2 separate regions of the Mus musculus genome follow, and region 2 is linked to region 1. The links are chromatin contacts, called in public promoter capture Hi-C maps. All regions are on one chromosome and are shown on one strand. Each heading gives the region's core, a stretch centred on a gene start, on an enhancer-like site or on the middle of the called end of the contact. The rest is flanking DNA. Distances are from core to core; before and after follow the strand shown. Region 1 holds the start of Ppil4 (peptidylprolyl isomerase (cyclophilin)-like 4). Region 2 has its middle 86 kb from the start of Gm30820.

Evidence for each region. Promoter capture Hi-C pulls out the DNA fragments that hold promoters and counts their contacts.
Region 2: a contact with region 1 is called in a promoter capture Hi-C map of pre-B cells, with 3 times the contacts expected there. The contact joins the enhancer-like site here to the promoter of Ppil4 in region 1. A contact is called at or near these places in 2 of 39 promoter capture datasets (neutrophils and pre-B cells), 2 of 484 Hi-C or Micro-C datasets (CD4 T cells and CD8 T cells), 3 of 115 datasets of contacts at active chromatin or transcription factors (bone marrow-derived macrophages, effector CD8 T cells and large pre-B cells) and 2 of 9 other capture datasets (adipose tissue and liver).

Annotation. Positions count from the first base shown.
Region 1 is chr10:7,787,991-7,795,932 of GRCm38.p6, forward strand. Ppil4 (peptidylprolyl isomerase (cyclophilin)-like 4) reads left to right here and starts at 4,904. Exons shown (of 13, transcript NM_026141.3): 1 at 4,904-5,030; 2 at 7,654-7,721; 3 at 7,807-7,871. The coding sequence starts at 4,961.
Region 2 is chr10:8,061,994-8,069,935 of GRCm38.p6, forward strand. No RefSeq gene overlaps it. Among named protein-coding and RNA genes, the nearest start is that of Gm30820, 86 kb to the left of the region's middle. Within about 2 kb of position 3,933, at least 102 of the 459 cell types and tissues checked have an H3K27ac peak or open chromatin away from gene starts, as enhancers often do. A contact at or near this core is called in CD8 T cells, adipose tissue, bone marrow-derived macrophages and 4 more, where this site is marked.

The DNA of each region.
Region 1 (7,942 bases), core at 3,654-6,153:
AGTGTGGATGGATGTTCCAATCTGTTAAGCCTATTTGATTTATGATGTCATCTAACTCCAGTGTTTTTAGCTTTTTCATACATATAACCTGTCTATTGGTGATAACGTAGGACTAAGTCTGACTCTATCTAGCAGTGTTTGCTTTATGAAGTTTGGTTCACGTGTTCAGTGCATTTGTTTAGAATTGTAATGTCTAAAACATGTTCCCATAATCAGTACGAAGTGACTTCCTTTGTCTCTTCTGATTTGAAGATTATTTTGTCAGATATAGAATAGCAAAGTCTACTTTCTCCCAGTTCCATTTGCTTTGAATACCTTTCCTCCATCCTTCTGCTCTAAGACAAATTCTGTCTTTGATGAAGGTGTGGTTTTTGGAAGCAGCAAATGGGAGATGTGCTGAGATTAAAGGTGTGGACCACTATCACCTGGCTTTTGTTTTTAAACACAAATCTGCAAGCCTTTCTCTTTCTGATGGGCAAACTGAGACCACAGATATTCAGAAAAGGGGTGTATTAATCCCTGCTACTTTGTTGTCTTTTTGAACTGCTGTTTCCTTAATCCTCATTGGTTTATCTACTGTTGTAACATCTTTTACTTTTCTCTCCTGTATCCTCTTCATGTGTATATCATTACCCACAGGTTCAAGAGTTCCTCTCCCAGTATCCTCTGTAGGGCCAGCTGGCTTTGTGCTCATAAATTCCATTAGCCTGTTTTTGTTTTGTTTGTTCGATCATGGAATGTTTCTGTCTCTTGATCAATTATAAGATAGTTTTCTGGGGTATAGTAGTCTGGGTTGGCAGCCACAGTCTCCCAGAACTTGAAATACATTCTGTACCTTTGGGAGTTTTTAATGTTTCTGTTGATAACTAAGCTATTATTCTACAAAGCTTCCTTTTATACATGTCTCAGTAGTTTTCTCTCCTGCAGCTCTGATACGCTTCCTTTGTTTTGTATATTTGGTGTTTTAACCATAATATGATGAGAACTTCTTTCCTGATCCTATTTCTTGAGTGTGGGTATGTCTCTTTCCTTACATTTGGGACACTTTTTGCTATAATTATTTCCAGACTTTCTCTTTATTAAATCCCATTTCACATATTGAGTCTCTTTCCTCACTTAGCTGTATATTTATTCTCTTGCAGTTCATTTCGATTATGCATGCCCATGCTGTCTTTGAACACATATACCATCACTCTGTGAATTCTTTGAATTTCTTCTAAACTAGTCCCACTGAGTGTCAACACCCTGGGACTGGTATTTTTGAGAGAAGCCATACTGCCTTTTTCATTTTACTTGTGTTTTTTTCAGACTTGTGGGTCTCTGGTAAATGTCATGGCTGGCAGAGAGACAGTCTGTATGCAGCAAGAAGGAAAGCCAGCTCAACATGACTTACTTAGTTGGTGTTGGTTCATACTTCTATAGTCTCATACCAAGCAGTTTGTTTTAGATATATTTAAATATGTTACAATTTGAGAAAAAAATGTTTTCTGATAACAGTTGTCTCAATTCTGAGCTTACGGTGTAATTTCATTGAAATTCTTTTGCAAAGTACATGTGACCTCTACCATGAAGATGGGTTCTATAGCTTGAGTACCTAGGATCTGGCTTGGTCTCAGTCCTACAGATGTTTAGAGGGCACTAAGCTATAAGGTACATGTGACATCTCTTCTAAGGAGGGTTCTGTTGCCTGAGAAAGATAAAGGTCTAGCGAAGGAGAATATGGGATAAATATAATAGTGTGGTGTGGCCCTATAAACAGCACAGATCACCATGCTATTAACAACATCCACTTCCAGCCTTCTAGGTGGAAAACAGGTATACACATTCTAAGTGTTGCAGTTCAGAAAGGAAAGTCATTCTCTGTAGAAGTACTTCAGGTCTGCCCAGAAAGGTATTCTGGCAATTAGGAGCCAAGGAATACCATAAAGTCACACTGCATAACAAACCTCACACACGACATTTATTGGCAGGGAAAACCCCGGGGGTGGGGGGTGGAGGTTGTTGCTGCTTGGGTGGCTGCTGCAGCAGCTAATTGTGCAGAAGGTAGGGCTTATATAGAATTTCTTAGGGGCGGAGCTTTCCAGGGTAAGGATTAGTGGGATTTCAAGTCTTGACCTTGGATGGGCTTAGGGATTGGTGGGCTGTTTTTCCATGTAGGGTGGGGTTTGGTTACTCTCCCACCTTGGGGCTGGGAATGAATGCTAAAGCTGGCAGTAAACATGGTTGACTCTCATCTGGATTCCCTTGCATTCCTTTCCTAAGTCCTAGAATCCTGTTTACAGCTTGAGCATCCCTCAGCAATGGGAATCTTCCTTAGGATGATCACATTACCAGTGGTATCCTAGTTAGCAGGCAGTGTTTCACAGATGGATTGCCAGGTCTTGTCACACCTCTGCCAATTCCTTCAGGACACTGGTTGCAAATGTTGGTCCTGCCTCTGTGTAGTTGTTCCCACTGTCTTGTATTCTGCAAAGAGTCTGTATGTAAGTTCCTATGTATACTTTAGTTCCTACCAGGTTTTCAGTTCACTGAAGGCTATGCAGATCTGATTCAAATGTTTGCTTTTGAGGCAGGGCCTATGCATCCTTGGTTTGCTTTTACTCGCTACACAGTGACTATGATCTTCAACGATTATCCCGCTTCTACAACTTGAGTGCTCGGATTACAGACATGTAGTTTATACAGTACAAGAAACATTATCCTGGGTTGTATCCATGCTAGGCAGGCATTGTATAATCTGATGTACATCTCCAGTCACTTCCTGACAAAGTCCTTAGTGTACTATCTCTGAGAAACTTTAATTTTTTCTTTTTTTTATGTGTATGGGTGTTTCACCTACATGTGTGCCTGTGCACTACAAGCATGCAGTACCCTTAGAGGCTAGAGGAGGATGTGTGATCCCTTGGGAGTGGAGTTACAGATGGTTGTAAGCAGCCATGGCCATGCTAGGTGCTGAACTGGGTCCTTTGGAAGAGCAGCCAGTGCTACTATCCACAAATGCTTCTCTCCACAATCCCCCCAAATCTGTAAAAACTGTGTGAGCATGCATGGATATGGTGTGCATGTGGCGGTCAGAGGGTAGCATTTGGCGCTGGTTCTGTGGTAACATGTGGGTTCCTGGTCCACACTTAGGCTGTAGGCCTTGAGGTGGAAGTGGTTTTAGTCACTGAGCCATTTTCTCAGCCTGAGTTCAAATGCAGTCTTCTTCTCACAACATGATCACTCCTGTCCGACCTCCTTGGCTTGGCTGGTATATTTGCCCTCATTGAAGGGTATCTCTCCTGAAAAGCTCTGCTGTTCCAAGAGTCTACTATGATTTTAGAAAACGTTAAGGACATTAACATCTCAGTACTGTCAATCAAAGTAAAGAACATGGACACAGGCTTTCATTTTTCTTTTAAATACCTATGGAGTTGAAATTTTTATTTTGTTGTTTATTTATTTATTTATTTATTTATCAAAACCAGATCTAAACTCTGGTACCAGAGTTTGAAACAAGGGACTGACACATGCAAGGCAAATGCTGTACTGCTATTGAATTTCTTTGAGGACAAATCTTGTTTTCTTCCAATTCAAACCAGAAAGGCTTAGTCATCCATCCAAACTATACCAATGCAAGAGATAAATAATAGTGAGAGGCAGAGAAGAGAGATGTATTCACAATGGCTTCATTGCTTACCAATGAAGCCATTCATTGATTGAACAAATCAGTCCAGTGACTTATCAACTCCTGCACAGCTATATCATCTCCATGTGTTCTAGCCCATATCCAATGATTTTCTAAACTAGAAGACGGTAACAGGTGCAGGGTTTTTGATTACACCCTTCTAAATGGGACCAGACTATAAATAAATTCATGTTTCTTTACCATCTTCTGTTTCCTAAATTCCTTGGAATATACGGAATAACACATGCGTGGTGAACACTTCTAGCCATGAAATTGCTTCAAATACTATTTTTCTTAAAAAAAAAAATGTTTACTTTTAAAAAGTCCTTTCTCCTCATCTTCCTGGATATGCCTATGATCTGTCATATCTCTGATTTTCACAAGTACACATTAAAATGACATAAAAGGGAATAATCTGCTTGATTAGAAAAGAGTATACCGGGCTGGAGAGATGGCTAACTGGTTAAGAGCACTGACTGCTCTTCTGAAGGTCCTGAGTTCAAACCCCAGCAACCACATGGTGGCTCACAACCGTCCGTAATGAGATCTGACTCCCTCTTCTGGAGTGTCTGAAGACAGCTACAGTATGCTTACATATAATAAATAAATAAATCTTAAAAAATATTTTAAAAAAGTAAAGAGTGTACTAAAACATGGAAATATGTTATCAGCATAAAAAAACCGGTAGTTTTTATTACATATCTCCAATGTAAGACTGAAGCCTTTGTATTCTAATTTGTTGCACAAAACCTCTGTGCTGTTAAGCCATGTCCAGTCCTGATCTACACACACTAGTATGATCAAAATCTACAACAACAAGAAAAACCCCAAACCAAAGCTTGTTAGTCACCTTTTCTTACAGCTTTCACCGAGCAACTGATGCCTCGGGCTTGGCGATTTTGATGGAGAGACTATGGAAACCCCAGGGCAACCTCTTCCAAAGGCAAGGGGAGGATGTGCCGCCGGCTTGGAGGTTTCTCAGCTCTCGGATGCCTCCGCTATTCCTACGGAATGGCCCTCTTGAGATACAGGTCTTTATATGGGTCACCAAGGGCGGAAGAGAGTCCTCAAACAGCCTCCACAGCCAGAAGACAGCGGGCACCAGATAACAGCTGCCGGGCCGAACGAGCCGGCCATTAGGCCGCGGGAAATCGCGCCTCCGAGGTGGGCGACGGCGCCCGCGGCTGACGCCAGAAGCCGTCGCACACGTCGTGACGTAAGACGTAGGCGCGCGCTGGTTGCGCATGCGCCTGTCATTGCCGGGGTGTTTGTTCCTGCGGAGGAGCCGGCGCCATGGCGGTTCTCTTGGAGACCACTCTGGGCGACGTGGTCATCGACTTGTACACTGAAGAGCGTCCCCGGGGTGAGACTGGAGGCCTTCGCGACCTGGCGGGGCCGTGAGCCCGCTGCCAAAGTTCCCTTTTCTTCGCTGTTTCTGGCTCGAGCTCAGTTTCATAGCAGGCCTTGGTTTTGTGTGTGTGTGTGTGTGGTGTGTAGAACTGTGGCTTGTGGGTCTGGGTGAGGTGTAGCTTTCGTGGCTATGCTTTCTTTACTCGTGAAAGGTAAAGAAAGGGTTAAATACGGTTTGACTTGACATCATTTGTCATGATGAAAGCAGGTAGGAAGTTGGCTGGTCTGCAAGGCGCCAGGGATCAGCTAGAGTTCAGGCGTCTGAATGTCCATTGAGGGAGGACGAAGCGAGCTCCAGTTTTAACTTCGAGTCCTAACAGATGGATGTGCACTTTGCTATGCAAAACAGAGAGGTGGGAAGAAGCCACATAAGAAACCTAGCCTTTTCGAAGATGAGTGTTAGATAAGGTGTACTTAGCAGTTTCTTTGGAGTTTTTCTGGTAATAGAAAGAAATCTGGCATTCTGGAACGAATTGGTATGTGAAATGAAATAGATGCCACTGACTTCCAGTCAGGCCAAATACTGGTAGGCCAGGTCCTTAGTAAGTCCTCTTTGCCATGTTGTTGGTTTGAACACTTCAGGAGCAGGATTATAGCATGGCACACTTGCCTTGGAGAGACACTAGGCTGCTGTGTGGAGAATGTATCCTTTGGGAGAATCGGGAAACTGGGAGAGATTAGCTACAATCATTGTCCTTCTCCCGTGGAATGCAGAGATTACCACAGAATGAAAGAAGGTGTGCTGCAGCACTGCACACAGGGAGTGCCTCCTGCCTGCACACCTTCTCCCATGCTCAACTGTTCCTCCCCTCCCTCACAAACCCTACACTTTCTGTTGCAGCCTTCTATATTCTTACTGTTGCCAATGCCCACACTCCTCTCCACTCCCTATCCTTCTGAGAACTTCATTTCCTGACTATATATATGTATATATATCCATGAATATATATGTGTATATATGTATGTATGTGTGTATGTATATATATATATATGTATGTGTATGTGTGTGTGTATGTGTGTATATATATATATATATATATATATATATGAAGAGCTCAACTAAAGCATGAGCTCTTCAGTGTAACACTTAGGTCAGCTACAGTTAGTCTGTTTCTTCTGTTTTGTCTGCAATGGTTTTATAAATCACAGCAGCACTCATGTTATTAGAACATGTACTTACTGTCCTGGAACTATGTGCATGATTGTCTCCTCCCAGTGATGTGCTTCAAGGAGAGCAGAAACTGTGCCTTAATATCTCCATTATCTTAAGAATCCTGGTACAAGCTGGGCAGTGGTAACACATGCCTTTAATCCTGACACTCAGGAGGCAGAAATAGGTAGGTGGGTCTCTGAGTTTAAAGGGTGAGTTCCAGGACAGCCAGGGCTACAAAGAGAGACCATGTCTTGAAGAAGAAGAAAAAGAAAAAAGCCTTGTACAGCATCTGCCCTGGTTTTCCTGGAATTCACTCTGTAGGCCAGGCAAATTCACAGAGGTCTGCATAGAAAAACCCTGTCTCAAGAAACCAAATGTGTGTGTGTAATAGTTATGTATATATAACTACTTAAATAATATAGATGGTATTATTAGAAATGCCTAGTGTCATTATTTCATGTTTAGTTGTGAGGACCTTTGTTGTATTTTTTTTCTCTCTATTTTTGAGGCTGCCTTATTGTATATCTCACATGTTTTTTGTTTTTTATTTTTTTAATTAGGTATTTTCCTCATTTACATTTCAAATGCTATCCCAAAAGTCCCCCATACTCTTCCCCCCAACTCCCCTACCCATCCACTCCCACTTCTTGGCTCTGGTGTTCCCTTTACTGAGGCATATAAAGTTTGCAAAACCAAGGGGCCTCTCTTCCCAATGATGGCCGACTGGGACATCTTCTGCTACATATGCAGATAGAGACACGAGCTCTGGGGTTACTGGTTAGTTCATATTGTTGTTCCTCACACTAGTTTTAAATTCATGGTTCTGATTCTTCTCAGGCATATGCCATCATACCTGGCTATGACACTAGTTCCATCAATAAAAATTTACCAAGGGCAAGGAGCCTCATGTATTTAACTTTCTGTGTGGGTTCTTAGTGCTTTAAGAACTTGTTGGCATGTATCTATGAGTCCTTCACGGGCATGAGCTATAATTTAGCGATGTTTCTGATGGCAGTGCCAAACACCTAGAAAGCTGTACTAGTTACTCTTCTATCGGGGTGACAAAACACTGTGACCAGAAAGGGACTCATGGAAGCAGTTATTTTGGATTATGGTTCCAGAGGGACAGTTCATAATGGTGGGGCAGGCACAGCAGTTTTTGGCTGAATTAGGCAGCTGTGAGATCACATCTTTAGCACAGCACACCAAACAGGGAAAGTGAACCAGAAGTAGGGTGAACCTGTCCCTAGTGATGAATTTCCTTTGGCAAGGCTCCCATCCTAAAATGTCCAGCTCACAGAACCTTTGTTTTTCTTTTAATAAAAATGCAAAGTTAGATTAAATTGTACTAATTATGCTGTCACTAATTTGTCTAAAACTGATTTTTTGCTTTCCTGTAATTTAGTTTTTACTTTCTTTTCAGCTTGCTTGAATTTTTTGAAGCTGTGCAAAATAAAATATTACAACTATTGCCTCATACACAATGTACAGGTGAGTTGGTAGGTCTCAGTCATGCTCTTAGTTATTGGAAACATGTAGTAAACCATGAATTAACAAAGAATTTTGTATATTCTAGAGGGATTTTATCATACAAACAGGAGATCCCACGGGGACTGGCCGCGGAGGAGAGTCTATATTTGGGTAAGCTCCTATGTGTGTATTTTAGTTAGCGTTTCTATGCTATAATGAAACACTATGATCAAAAGAAACCA
Region 2 (7,942 bases), core at 2,683-5,182, 270 kb after region 1:
TGTCCTTAGGACTTCATCCCATCTCGATAAGGCATGCATCGTCTCAGTCTGCTCCCTGTACTGACAGCTAGCATGGAGAAGGCTGGAAAGGATGGCTCTGTCTTGGATTATTGCTTTTGTTCTCATTAGTCTTCAGCCCATTTAAAGCATCCAGTGGAACAGAGAGTAAGTGTTTTGGCTACATTGAGAGTAAGTGTTTGGAGAAGCAGAGATGAAGAAGCCATTAGGTGTTTGGGAGAAGCTACTAGTGAAACATCTCCCCTTACTGGTCTTCTGGTTTATGCACAAATAGCAGAGCCACATTTGATCTCTGCCTTCATCAACAATGGAAACACTTCACAGGCTCACCTCCATGCAAGGCATTTTATCAGATTCCTTGCATATCTGATCTCATTGGCTTTTTATGACAATTGTATATGGACCAAATAGCCTCTCATTTGACAGAAGTAAAGATGAGAGTTGAGAGATTGAAGTAAAGAGTCTGAGGTCATGAATAGGAGAAGGGAAACCTGGGTGTCCCTTTGTACAGACCTACTGTTCTTTTTTTGGTTTGTCTTGAAAAGAAGCACCTTGCAAGGTGGTAAATCACAGAATCAGTGTCACAGAATCAGTGGTAAAGAACAGCTTGCAGTTTTTCATGTCCAGAGCAGGCTACGGTTCAAGTTCTTTCCTGGCCTTTGTTACTATGGAGGAGAAATGAACCCCTGACTCTTTCTGGTCTTATACATAAGAAGTAGAAATGAGAATTTAAAAAAATCTTGATCAAATGTGCTTATAAGCAATAACTCTCAGAAGCATCCACATCAAGAAAGAGGCATTTTTCCTACCTTGAAACGTACTCTGTAATGATTTCTTCCACCCACAACTACTTAATTATACAATTATTTAGTTAATGGGTAATATCATTAGCTCATATATTAGCTTAATATCAATAGAATATTTATCCATGTGCCTACTTTCTACTTCTCCTTACTCTTTGGTTCTCTACCTTTCTGCCTAGGCAGAAACAACAACAACAACAACAACAACAACAACAAAGACCCATTTTAAAAAATGCTGTTCCTTTGCTAAGCATAGAGCCAGTCAAATCTTTGGAATCTTTGCCAAAAAGAGAAAGAAAGAAAGAAAGAAAGAGAGAGAGAGAGAGAGAGAGAGAGAGAGAGAGAGAGAGAGAAAGAAAGAAAGAAAGGAAAGAAAGAAAGAAAGAAAGAAAGAAAGAAAGAAAGAAAGAAAGGAAAGAAAGAAAGAAAGAAAGAAAGGAAAGAAAGAAAGAGGGAGGAGGGAGGGAGGGAGGGAGGGAGGGAGGGAGGGAGGGAGGGAGGGAGGGAAAGATCAGGTCAGAGGTACACTGATTTACAAAAATTCAAATAGGATAAAGAAGAGAAAAAGAGACCAAGAAGCGCATTCCCATCCCCCAAGCCCTAGTCCAGTGTGGTAACTGCTTTTGTTTCTTGGTGCTTTGAATTCTCTTCGTAGCTACTTAGATTGTGCTAGAAATATGCCTTGTCCTCTTTTTGGTCATTTATCAGCCTTGGGTGTTGTTTTCTGCTCTCTGCTAAGAGAGATGAAGGACTTTGTTCCATTGCAACTACTATTTCTCACATTGACCTCCTTTTGACACTGCTGGGAAGAGATCGGGGATGGGTGTCTACCCTCCACACATGAATGGTTCTTGGCTCGTTCCTGTTCTTCAGTTGTTAGCACAGGCCTTGGCATCTCTTGAAACTTCTATCAGTCAAGAGTCTCATTGGGAAACAAGAATTTATGCCAGGTATTCAGTGGAGAGAATGTAATTAAGGGAGTTAATTATAAGGGCTTTGGAAATGCTGACAGAGCAAAGAGGACGATGAAGCAATAAGAGTTAGATGCAGAGGAGAGAGGTAGGACATTGTGCAGTTCCAGCCATTCACAGTGTTGACTCCAGGAGCTGGAAGCTGGCACTCCACAACAAGCCCATCCAGATGGAGCCAGTACCCCAGTGGGAGCTGAAATCCTGGTACAGTAGCTAGTGTTAGAGGCATTGCCCCGAGGAGAAAAAGAACCAGATCCTGGCCTCTTCCTTCCTCCCATCTGCCAGCCTCTTGCCAGTGCTTTCTATTGGCTTCCAGAAGCCACTTTGGCAAGTAGTCTGGAAAATGTAAGTGGTCAGGGTCAATATTGAAAGACAGAACAGAGTGGGGGTTGTGAAGAGGGAGAGAATATAATACGAATCCCGGGATGAATGACAGTGTTTTGGGGGTAAATCTTATTTCCCTTGAAGGGCATGGCATATTTCTAATCTTTTGTGACTCAAAATAGGGCCTTCTTTGCTAACAGATCCATTGAAGATGTAATAAGTTAGGATAAGGCTGTATTAGAGGATAACTGGGATCTATAAAAAACAGATTTTTATCCCAATACAATCCCACATACTTGCTGTCTGAAATCCTTCCAAGTGTCTGGCCCATCGCCCTAGCCCTGTCATGGACATGTTCTCTTTTATGTCATTTAAGTGGCATTCCAAGGCAGACCGAGTCAACAAAACCCATAATCTGCCATCCTTATGCTGCATCCTGCATCCATGCATCATGTTCAGCATCCCTGCCTCTTCCTGCCCAGCAATGACTGAGCACCACAAATATAAAACAAAGAAAATAACCATATTTCCTTTGCTGAGGATGTAACTTTTAACTTCCTTTTCATCAATTGATCTAACTTGTCAAGTTAACTGAAACACTTAGGCTTAGCATCTTGCCTACAATGATGCCTGGATTCTTTTTCTTAAGAGTTTATTCTTGGGTACCAGCCTTTAACATCCTAGCTCTGGTGAAACAAAGGCTGGAAGACTGGTGCAATTTTGAGAATAGCCTGGGCTATATAGCGAATTCCGTACCAGCCCTGGCTATAAAGCTAGATCCTGTCTCAGAAAAATAAAGCATAAACAAAATTCAGCAGTTATATTATGAATTAAGCATATTACATTGCCTCTGCATATAGGAGCAATGCTATTTAGTGTTCTTTATAGCGTTCCTTGGATCTTCAGCTCCCTCACAGCTAATCGAGTTCTAAGAGGCTCTAGAACTTCCAAGACTGCTTAAACAACAACAAGCAAACTTAAGGTAATAGCAGGAAAATCCGGTACAAATTGCCTGGCATGTGACCCACTAGCACTGAGAAAAATTAGTAATAGAATGACTGGTTATTTGGTTTTCAGACCACCCAGGTTTAAAGTAGCCATGGAACCACAAAACTTTGCTAAAAGCTATCTTCTTATTGTGGGCAAAGGACCAGCTATTTAGCTATTACTTGGATAATCTTGTGTGATTGGGAAAACAGAAGCAGCCTTCTGATGTATGATCTCCCCTCCAAGGATTCAGAGAACTTGTTATTTTGAATGGCGTTCTTACATGGGCATTGGTGGTCAAGTACATGATTTTGAAGACCTAAAAGCAAAAGAGGAAACAAATCATCAAGATGTATGCTTCTATCTGTTTTAAGTAGCTTTTCCTCCCTGCTTCCATAGGCATAAGATGATTTCCTTGAAAACCCATTTGCCAACGTTCATTCTGACATCTTCCACTCATATCTGCTCCTTCAGGATTTCCTCAGCTAGGCCTTTTATACCATGACCTGAGATGGCACAGTAGGTATCCACCTATTTCTTGGCTGGCTCGTGCAGCCTGTACTGGTTTTGTGGGATAATCTTGCTCATTTCTAACATTTAAACTGGCAACATTTGCTTGATTTTATTTGAAGTTGTAATCTTTACAATACATGCGTTGTTTCAAAGCAATGGCAATAATTGCCTGGCTTCTGCTATGCCTGCACCTTAAAGCCCATAATACGTTGCAAATGAGAACTCTTAGCAAACTTGGCCTCAGGAAACCCTTAAACAGAGAACTGGTTCCATCTGCTGAGACCACTTCCGGGCTCCCAGAGTGAACAGAAGCTTGGCTTCCTGTGAGATCTTACAGTTGCTTCTGCTTCCGCTTTCCGGTTCTAGCTGGAGTGTGGTGCACGCTCTTAGCTCACTCGGGGAGCAATGTCTAATTGGTAGCAGGCTGCCAGGCTCTCCCAAAGCCCAGTATACATGCTATGACAGTGACCAGTGCTGCAGTGCAAGGGGTCTGATACTCATGCAAGACTCCTTAACCGAACTCTAGACTCAGTTTCCCTCCGGTGTTCTTCATAGCCATTCTTCCGTGATAAGATGTTTGAGGCACTTAAAGCTTTCTTATTCATTCCCTCAAGAATAGCTTGGAGCACGCATCTCACATGCTCCTCTTTGAGAAAGCAAGATAGAAATTACAATAATAATAATAGTAGTAGTAACAACAACAACAACAACAACAACAACAACAACAACAACAAAAGGCAACATAGTCCCTGTAGGAAAAGGTAGGACACTAGTACCCTGTCCCAACCACTTTGTCCTTATCTTTCTCATACTGGACAAGCAAATATTTATTTTCTGGGGCCTCCTTTGCAGCTGAGAGTGGCCATGTGACCCAGTTTAACAGGACAAAATGAAATCAGAGCTAACAACTCTTCTCTGCCTTTATGATCAGTACCCTATCTCTGTCCTTATTTTAATGTTTATATGATATTTTGTGGTATGTACATACTAGGCCTATCGAGACATTCCCCCAAATGATAGATTGCTGTCATTTCCTCTCATAATCCAATAGTGTCATGATGAACATCCTATTTCAATAAACATTCTCAACCTTGTGTATTGGTGCCTTTCTTACAGGACTGAATCTCAAATACTGGTTAACTGTCAGAACTTACACATGTTTATGTTTCCAAAGATATTGAAATATATACACATTTTTAAAAATAGTGATTCTCTTCTCAATAGCTGTATGTAAGTGGACTTATCTTTCTGCTTTACCAATGGCTCTTTTCAAGTTTTCCATTCTACCGAGTAACAATAGGTTATTAGGGTATTTGAATTTCCACTTTCCTGCATCTTTTTAAAGATTTGTTGACTGGGCAGACATGGGTCCACTCTGGCATTTTCTTAATGCTTGTTCTTATTTGTTCTCATTCCTCATGCCTCTTCTCTGTGCCATTTCCTCTTGCTGGGGCCTCCAGTGGCCCACTTCTGCTTTCCTGCCACGTATACATGATAAAGATTCCTATCAGCCTTCTCTCCCTACACCCTCTTAAAACTTCTTCTTCTGCTTTTATGGCTCCCTTTGTAGTTTCATGACCTACACACATACAGAAATAAGTAAACAGATAAGCAAACAAAGAACTGAAGTCTAGATGGTAGAAGAAAAGAAACAATAGCATTTGTCTTTCTGTGCCTGGATTATTTCATTTAACGTCCAGTCGCATCTGTTTCCTGCAAATGTGATTCACTTTTATTTATGGCTGAATAAACTTTGTGTGTGTGTGTGTGTGTGTGTGTGTGTGTGTGTGTGGATAGCTAGCCCAGCTCTATATTTTAAGGTATTATTGATAGTGCAGCAATAATTGTGAATGTGCAGGTATCTCTGTTAGGTAGATTCTAGGTACATCCTACCTCTGTAGGTAGGCAGTAGATAGTTGGTTATATACTCAGGATGGCTGGACAATACAGCTCTGTTTTTTGTCTTTTGAGGAACCTCCATAATGACTTCCATAGTGGCTGTGCACTGCAGTTTATATCCCTCCCAGCAATATGTACTCTTTGCCTACATCTTGGCCTTATATGTTGTCATTTCTTACCTTGATGTTAGGTGGAGTTTGGGGCAAGGTAGAGTCTAAAAATAATTTAAATGTTATGTTTCTTGATGACTAATGATGTTGAATGCTTTTCCCAATATTTACTATTCATATGTGTTTCTTTCTTTTATTTTTAAGAATTGACTATTCAGTTTGTTAGCTTGTGGTTGATTAAAAGACTTTTTCGTGAGGGACCATTTGATCTTTGTAATTCCTTACATACTCTAGATATCTACTCTCCTGACTGAAGTACAGTTAGCAAAGATTTCTTCTATCCTGTAAACTGTCACTATTTTCTTCTCTTTTTAGTTTCATGTAATCCCCCCCCTTTTTATTTCTGGGGTTATTTCCTGTCCTACTGAAGTTCTCAGATGGGAACAAGAACAGTTGTTTATTTATTTATTCCAATTTCTTTGATCAAATATATCTGTTTTGCTTTCTGACTTCTGGGGTCATTGTCTTAATCCATTTAAGAAACTTAGTTTCTGAACTCCATGTGATAGTTTAGAAGCAGGTTTCTTTGGGATGACTGGATCACCAAATATCTACTTTAAAGAAACTGAGAGTGGCAAAGAAATATTTGCAAAAAAAGAAATGAAAAGAAAGAAAGAAAATATAACTGTAGTCAGGAGTATTATAGAATGATATTAAGAGTTCTAGAGCTGTACTGTTAAAGATGCCACATATTTGAGTCATAGAACATAGTGAAATCAAGCTGATATTGACTGAACTCTATCCCTCCTCCATATGTTTGAAGGAGCTATGTTCACTACTGGAGAAGGAAAATCGTCATCAATGCTCCCCTTCTGTGAACCCTAAGAGCTATAATAATGACCAACCTGGTAAGATATGCTCAGTGGCAGGAATGCCATGGGAACAACCAACCACTTTCTGAATCACTTGAAGCCAACTTCACAGCATAAAACCCATAAAACCTGTCACTGTCACAGGCCCTAGGAGAGAACCGACTATTATTATGCCAATGAGAGGATTAAACTGAATTCTAATGACTTAGCATTATACCCATGAGTAAGTGTATCCCTCAACTCGCATCCTGGGAGTGTGTGATTTACACAGAGACCACATCTGGTGAAGATGTGGAGAATAAGAGACTGGAATGCTCATTGCCTTAGTTAGGGTTTTACTGCTGTGAACAGACACCATGACCAAGGCAACTCTTATAAAGACAACATTTAACTGGGGCTGGCTTACAGGTTCAGAGGTTCAGTCCATTATCGGCAAGGCAGGAGCATGGCAGTGTCCAGGAATACCCGGTGTAGGCAGAGCTGAGAAATCTATATCTTCATCTGAAGACTGATAGCAGAATATTGGCTTCCATATTGGCAGCTAGGAGGAGAGTCTTAAAGCCCACACTCACAATGATACACCTACTCCAACAAGGCCACACATACTCCAACAGGACCATACCTTCTAATAGTGCATTCCCTGGGCCAAGAATAGACAATCCATCACATTCATTCCTCAATGAGACATATCTCATACCCCCTTCTTTCTAGTGTGCAGGGATCATTGCAAAAGAGGCAGCAAAAAGATTTAAGAGCTAGAAGCAGTGAGTGACTACAAAGAAACACAAGTTTCTGGACACAGCAAGGTAGTGGTACAGATAAACTCACAGTGCTTGCGACAGTGTGTACAAGACCTGTGACACTCAAGTCAGAACAAATCCCGGGATAGAGAGGGGAGGTAGACACAAAATCCCACCCATAGTGTAGGAGTTATTGGCAATGGCTAGCTACTGGGAGAGGGAGAGCCCATTTTCTTTAAGAGTGTGACCACTGGTAGGCAAACCACACTCTGGTGAATACCGACCCGCCCTAGAGTGTATGGGCAGCACAAATTGGTCTTGCTGAATTTTAGAAAATGAGGGCATGAAGCTGGGTAAGTAGAGAGGTGCTGTGGATCTGGGAGGAGCTGAGGTAAAGCAAATGAATGTGGTCAAAAGGTTTATGAAATTCTAAAATAAAATTGCTTTAAAATTTTACAGTTGGGTTGTCTTGATGACTACCCACTTTCTAAGTGGGAGTTTTAGGTGAACAACTGGAGACTTAGGTCAGATTACGGGCTGAATATTTGTGCCTCTGCCAAATCCATGTGATGCTGGATGTGAGTGTATTTGGACAAAGAGCCAAAAGGAATCAATTAAGTTAAATGGGGTGGGCATCTGGTCCAACGGGATTAATGAGAGGAGAGACCCTTCTAAGAAGATAACCAGGGTCTCCAAAAACACAGA